Linked DNA regions of Mus musculus: region 1 is linked to region 2. The links are chromatin contacts, called in public HiChIP or PLAC-seq maps. All regions are on one chromosome and are shown on one strand. The core of a region is the stretch at or near the end of the contact, and the rest is flanking DNA. Distances in the headings are between cores, read along the strand shown. Region 1 has its middle 38 kb from the start of Marchf7. Region 2 overlaps Baz2b (bromodomain adjacent to zinc finger domain, 2B).

Evidence for each region. HiChIP or PLAC-seq counts read pairs in DNA pulled down with a chosen protein or histone mark.
Region 1: a contact with region 2 is called in an H3K27ac HiChIP or PLAC-seq map of the HPC-7 cell line, with 7 times the contacts expected there. The contact joins two enhancer-like sites. A contact is called at or near these places in 5 of 484 Hi-C or Micro-C datasets (the HPC-7 cell line, bone marrow-derived macrophages, erythroblasts and 2 more), 4 of 115 datasets of contacts at active chromatin or transcription factors (the HPC-7 cell line, effector CD8 T cells, embryonic stem cells and 1 more) and 2 of 9 other capture datasets (adipose tissue and liver).

The regions. Positions count from the first base shown.
Region 1 is chr2:60,170,495-60,173,587 of GRCm38.p6, reverse strand. It overlaps a transcript of Baz2b not described here. Among named protein-coding and RNA genes, the nearest start is that of Marchf7, 38 kb to the left of the region's middle. Within about 2 kb of position 1,582, at least 174 of the 459 cell types and tissues checked have an H3K27ac peak or open chromatin away from gene starts, as enhancers often do. A contact at or near this core is called in the HPC-7 cell line, adipose tissue, bone marrow-derived macrophages and 2 more, where this site is marked.
Region 2 is chr2:60,017,721-60,020,773 of GRCm38.p6, reverse strand. The region is part of intron 2 of Baz2b (bromodomain adjacent to zinc finger domain, 2B); the gene reads left to right. Among named protein-coding and RNA genes, the nearest start is that of Gm13572, 18 kb to the left of the region's middle. Within about 2 kb of position 1,438, at least 140 of the 459 cell types and tissues checked have an H3K27ac peak or open chromatin away from gene starts, as enhancers often do. A contact at or near this core is called in the HPC-7 cell line, adipose tissue, bone marrow-derived macrophages and 2 more, where this site is marked.

The DNA of each region.
Region 1 (3,093 bases), core at 333-2,832, 150 kb before region 2:
GCTCTGTAGATCAGGTTGGCCTCAAACTCAGAGATCTACCTGCCTCTGACTCCTAAGTGCTGGGATTAAAGGCATTTGGCATGTGCCCCTACTGCCCTGCTTCATTAAAGATATTTTAATATAGACTTTAAACATGTCAGCAGAAAAAACTAAGAAGACATGCTAGAGAGCATGGCTGTGGGCTCCAGAGTCGCCAAGTTTGTGTATGGGCTCAAGGGGGCGCTGTACTTGTCTCAGCATTGGCCATATATGCCTTTCTGGTGGTTTGCAAGGTACATCTTCAAGTTTGCAAAGAGACCTTGTTTTGTTGTTTTTCTTTTCTCTCTCTCTCTCTCTTTAGATGAGTGATATTATAAGGTGATTCGGGCATAACTTGAATGGAATTTCAGTCTCATAAGGTAAATTCTGAAGCCACCAGGGCTACACAACAGGCTTAGGACACATCCTTTCCCTATAAATGGCTTTCAGGTGAGATTACTAGGAAATTGCAGGTTTATAGCTATGAAGGGAGAAGGGCTCTAAGCAGTTGTTAATAGTGCTGCAATTCTTGTATCTCTGAGGGGAAGAGGCATCAACATGATTTCTGAGTAAGGGGCTCTGCTCTGCTCTGAGTGTCTCTGTCTTGCCTCAGTTTAGTAATCATTTCCGCTTCTTACACTGGGTGGGACTGGAAAGTTGTGAGTAACATTGGCAGACAGAGGTTTGAGTTCCCAAGTTCTCCCTCCTCCTGCTGAACTCTGCTGGTTGCTTCTGACACACTTCAGACAACATCTATTGGCTGGGGCTTTAGCCAATTCAGGCTACATAAAGACAGTGGTGTCTAGGGGAAGTGAGAACCTACTGGCCCCACAGACCACAAAGCTAAGTGTGACTAGCACTGGGTTCTGCTGTGCAATGAAGGGAGGCATCTATAGTGAATGCAGTGTGACGGACAAGTGATTCTTGACTGGCTTTGTTACCACAGTTGTTAGGGTCAGAGCCTGGCCCCACCGTGGCTCAGCCACCCACCTCCAGAGGCCAGTTAAAACACTCATACACAGCATAGTTAAAGACAGAAAAAGGAAATTTATTATATGTAGCCACAACTGAATGGAAAGAGGAACAAAGGTATACTAACCATCCCTCAAATTCATCTTCAGCTTCCTGGCTTGAGTTTTTGTATAGTGTGTGTGTGTGTGTGTGTCTGTCTGTCTGTCTGTCTGTCTGTGTGCGTGTGTGTGTGTGTGTGTGTGTGTGTGTGTGTGCGTGCACTTGTCCATGTGCACTTGCAGTCCAGAAGGTACTTGGTATGGAATATCTTTCTCCACCACCTCCACTTTATTCTTTGAGATGGGGTCTTTCACTGAAGCTGGAGGTCCCTAAGTCACTAGCCAGGCTTCAGGAATCTGTCTGTCTCCACTTAACACCTGGAGTCTAAGATCTCGCCACACACCTAGGCTTTTGTTTTGTTTTGTTTTGTTTTATGTGGGTTCTGAGGAACTGAACTTAGGTTCTCATGGTTGGGTGGCAACCACGTCACTGACTGAGCCAGCTTGCCAGCTCAGGCTTAGACTTAAATGGAAGACAAGGGTGTGCATGACTAAGCACACTGGCCAAGGTGTGGTCATGCTCATCACTGCTTGGCTCCAGTGAAGTGAACTGGCGTGATTAGCTGTCAGGACTGTGTGAAGTAAATACCCATCTGAGAGACAAGCGCCTCCTGTGGTTGGCACTGTGCCCAGGTTTTTTCTTCTCGCAGGATCAAATTCCCTGGAAAATTCCAAATTTCTTGAAACTACTGTTTTCAATAGTATGATGGGAAGGCACCCAAGTATCTTTAAAACATTTTCAGTCCTGCTAGGATGGCTTGAACCTAGGCAAAACAGCCAGAGCAGGCAAAATGGCAAAGGACTACGCTTCAACAGTCACTCCCCTAAACACAGTCCTGGGAGACCTGGATCTAGGAAGAAGCCATTCCAATTCTAACAATTGATTTTTACTAGGTTTAAAGTATTTCTAAACTTTTCGTTTGTGTGCTTGTTTTTGTTTTTGGTCTTTTTGAGACAAGGTTTCTCTGTGTATTCCTGGCTGGCCTGGAATCTGTAGACCAGGCTGGCCTCTAACTCAGCGATCCACCTGCTTTTGCCTCTGAGTGCTGGGATTAGAGGCGTGCTCCACCACCACCACAACCATCGAGTATATTCTTAAGAATTCTGTCTCTGTCAAGGGAGTGAGAGACAGACATCCCTAATAGACACAGTGAAGGCGTTGAAAGTATGTGCAGCTGAATCATAGCAGAAAAATCCTGGATGCTAGGGAAAGATGTGGACACCAGCGAGAAGTAAGTTCCAAGTAAAAACTGATGCCCTGTTTATAAAGCCAGCTAAGCACATAATGACCCATTTTAAGCGCAAACAATAAATAAATGACAACCAATACTGCCATGTCTCACACTTATCTCTGAGAACCAATCCAGACATGGAATTCCAGTATAAGCACAAACTAAATTAATTCACAAGGAATACACGAGCATTGCGAATGCCTGCTTGAAGAAGTGTTACACACAGGAGCTAAAGCAGGGTAAAGTGTTTGCCTAAGAAGCCCCAGGCTCTGGAATCCGCAGCACTGTATAAACCTAGGCAAGGGAGCACACGTCTGTGATCTCAGCACCTAAGAAGTGGAGGCAGGAGGATCAGAAACCCAAGGTCTTCTTCATCTACAAATCAAGTTCCAGGCCAACCAAGGACATATAAGGCCCTGAAAGAAGGAAAGAAGAAGGAAGGAAGGAAGGAAGGAAGGAAGGAAGGAAGGAAGGAAGGAAGGAAGGAATAATAAAAGAAAAAGCAGCAGCCAGGACTGGCCATTCACAGAAGAGGAAGAAAGTCATCCATCGACCGACCCAGGAAAGAATGAAGTTTATGGCAGAAGAGATGTCAGCATATCTGTCTCACTATACCAGTGAGCCCCTAGGAGATGCACACAAGAAACATGGAATAGTATTTAACCCAGTTAGGAAAACTATCAACAGAATTACAGGAACCAGCAAATACTTCTCAATAGTAACATAACATAAAATGCTCTTAACTCTCAAAAGATGCAAACTACCTGATTGGA
Region 2 (3,053 bases), core at 189-2,688:
CATATATATTCTGAGGGTCAAAAGCACTGTGTTTACTGTGTTAATGTAGCTGTACTTATTCTGAAGCTGTTGGTTGCTGATTGTAAGATTAACAGGTGGTAATGGATTGACTTCTAAAAAGTATCAAGAACTGTGTGTGTGTGTGTGTGTGTGTGTGTGTGTGTGTGTGTGTGTCTGAACTGAGATTTTTGGCAAATTAAAAATAAGGACTGTAGTTATAAAAATAAAAGTTTGTTTTGTGAGTTTGAACTGAAAGTGTTGGTGTGGTGTTATTAAAAATGCTATAGTTACTTTTATTTACTCATTTTCCTTGTACAACGTGTGGCCATTCTAGCATAGACTTGAGAGAATACCAATTCCCCTGTCAGGATTTTACATCTTAATAATAACAGCAGCAGCAGATGTTACAGTAGATCTTGGCTACTTTTTTTTTTTTGCTATAATAAATTACCTTGACTAGAGTCACTTAAGAGAGAAAAGAGGGGCTGGAGAAATGGCTCAGCAGTTAAGAGCACAGACTGCTCTTCCAGAGGTCCTGAGTTCAATTCCCAGCAACCACATGGTGGCCCCCAATCATCTGTAATGGGATCTGATGCCCTCTTCTGGTGTGTCTGAAAACAGCTACAGTGTACTCATATAAATACAATACATAAATCTTAGAAGAAGAGAGAGAAAGGAGAAGGATCCATGGTGTGTGGGGAACCTAGGGGGAGGAGCTTGAAGCAGTGTGCTTGTAGTCAAGAAACAGAAAATAGCTCACTTCCTCTTTTCTACTCAAGTACAATATTAGTTTAAGATGCATAAATAAGAGTACACACACCTAAGATGTTCCCAAGAATATAAGACATGTACTGGCTACTTTTTGTGTCACCTTGACATAAACTAGAGACATCTGCAAGGAGGGAGCCTCAGTTGGAGGACAGTTGCCTCCGATAGATTGGCCTTCAGTTGAGAAAATGCGCCTACTAGAGTGCCTTGTGGGTAAGATTGTGCGAGTTCTGCCCCTTTGTTTTTTGTTTTGTTTTATTTGATTAATGGTTGATGTGTGTGGACCCATTCCACTTGGGGCTGTGCTACCCCTGGTCAGGTGGTCTTGTGTGGTCTAAGAAGCAGGCTGAGCAGTTCAGGGGGTGAATGCTAGAAGAAAGCAGTCCTCCAAGGCCTCTGCTTCAGTTCCTGCCTTGAGTTCCTGTTCTGACTCCCCTCAATGATAGACTGTGATCTAGATTTGTAAGGCAAAATAAACCCTTGACTCCCTGAGTTAGGTTTAGTCAGGATGTTCTATAGCATTACAAACCCAGCTCTACTCATATAAGGGTCCAGATTGTTAGACATATTTATCCAAGTTCATGATTGTAGTCAGATAAAACATGCCCAGTGCAGTGACGGTTGGGGAACTGACTTCTTCCTGTTTTCTGTTGTCACTGTACCGAGGATGTGGGCACAGAGACCTTCCTCTTGGGTAGTCAGATAAACGCTGAGTTTTGAGGGACAGTGAAGAATCTGACGTGTGGGTGTAAGGCAGGGGAGGGAACACAGGCCAATGCAATAGGGCTTAAGGTAAGGTTTTGGGAATGGAGTGAATGAGCTGGTAGGTGACTCCAGCTGTGGTCGTAGTCTGCTTGGAGAATACGCAGTTTTGAGAAGCTGAGGGCATAACTTAGTGAGTTCAGCGTGCACTTGGCCCTGGGCTCAGTGCCCTGCAGTGTGGAAAGGAAAATCACAAGAGCCCCAGCCCAAGAAGCTTGTGGTTCTTTCGTGACTATGGGGAGGAGTAAGGTTGTACCATCACAACGAGTCTGTACCAAAGATGAGGAGAAGAGGGGTGTGAGATGACCAGTCAGGCAAGAACAAAACTGGAGAGAGTGACGTGATACTGACAGCACCAGATGGCTGCAGTAGATGGAGAGAATTTGATTCATTTTGGTAAGGTTTGGTTGTGCTTAGATCAGACGCATCCACATTAGTAAACTTTAGTGTGTGAACGGATTCTGCCGCTATTTTTCGACTACTGTGGTATAAACTTTCCTGCGAAATAGTCTGCTTACCCTAAGGCTTAAACTAGAAAGTGTGACAAGGGAGAGATTTGACTACCTTACAGGTCTCATTTTAAAGTTTTATCTGTTTTGATTCACTCTTTTCAGCTATGGAGCTTAGCAATAAGTAAATGTGTAATATTCACAAAAAGAACTAAGAAAAAGGGTTTTTGCTCCATATTAATCCCTAGTATTTATGAAACTTCGGGAAAAGTTAAGAATCATACTCTGCCCTAAAAAGCAAAACAAGGAAAAACCAGTAGTTTAATTGAAGCTCTTACCTTACTGTCTAGGAAAAAGCAAAACAAAACAAAACAGATTATTTTTCTGGTTCTCTCCCCAAAGTAGTAGCTTTTCCTGAATGGTGAAGCTTGAATCCATTTGATGAAAGGTGTACATTTCATTGAAAATTCCTTATTTCTGTCTAGAGTTCAGCTTTTCTATGAATTTATTCAGCCTCAAGTTTTCTCGGGTTCTTGTATCATCAGGTTTATGTGTTTAGCGAAAAATGTAAATTCTGCAGCCATTCTGTCTATACCTTAAGATATCAGCTCTGTGTCCTCCAACCTCTCCATCCAAGACGATTACTGAGAAAGTTGGAACCTGCTATTCACCCATATGCCCTCAAGTCTTTGCTGATAAATGTGTATTCTCATTTTTTACTGATGTCTCTTCAAGTTTCTTAATACTATTGAATAATTCACTGAGTCTCTCTCTCTCTCTCTCTCTGTATGTGTGAGCGCGCACACACAAGTTCCATGTGTACGCATATGTGTTTGTGTTTCTTACCTATGCCATTTTTAATTTGTTCTGGATAACTTATGTGAGAATCAAGAATTACGAATGTATGGTAGGGCCTTGAGGTGGTGGTCTGAGCCTTTAATCCCAGAGGAGGCACTGGGATTACAGGATAGCCAGGGTTATGCAGAGGAACCCTGCCCAGAAAAACAAACAAACACACAAACAAACAAACAGATGCTGTGGTAGGCCAAGACGTCCATTCATTACTAGAGGAAA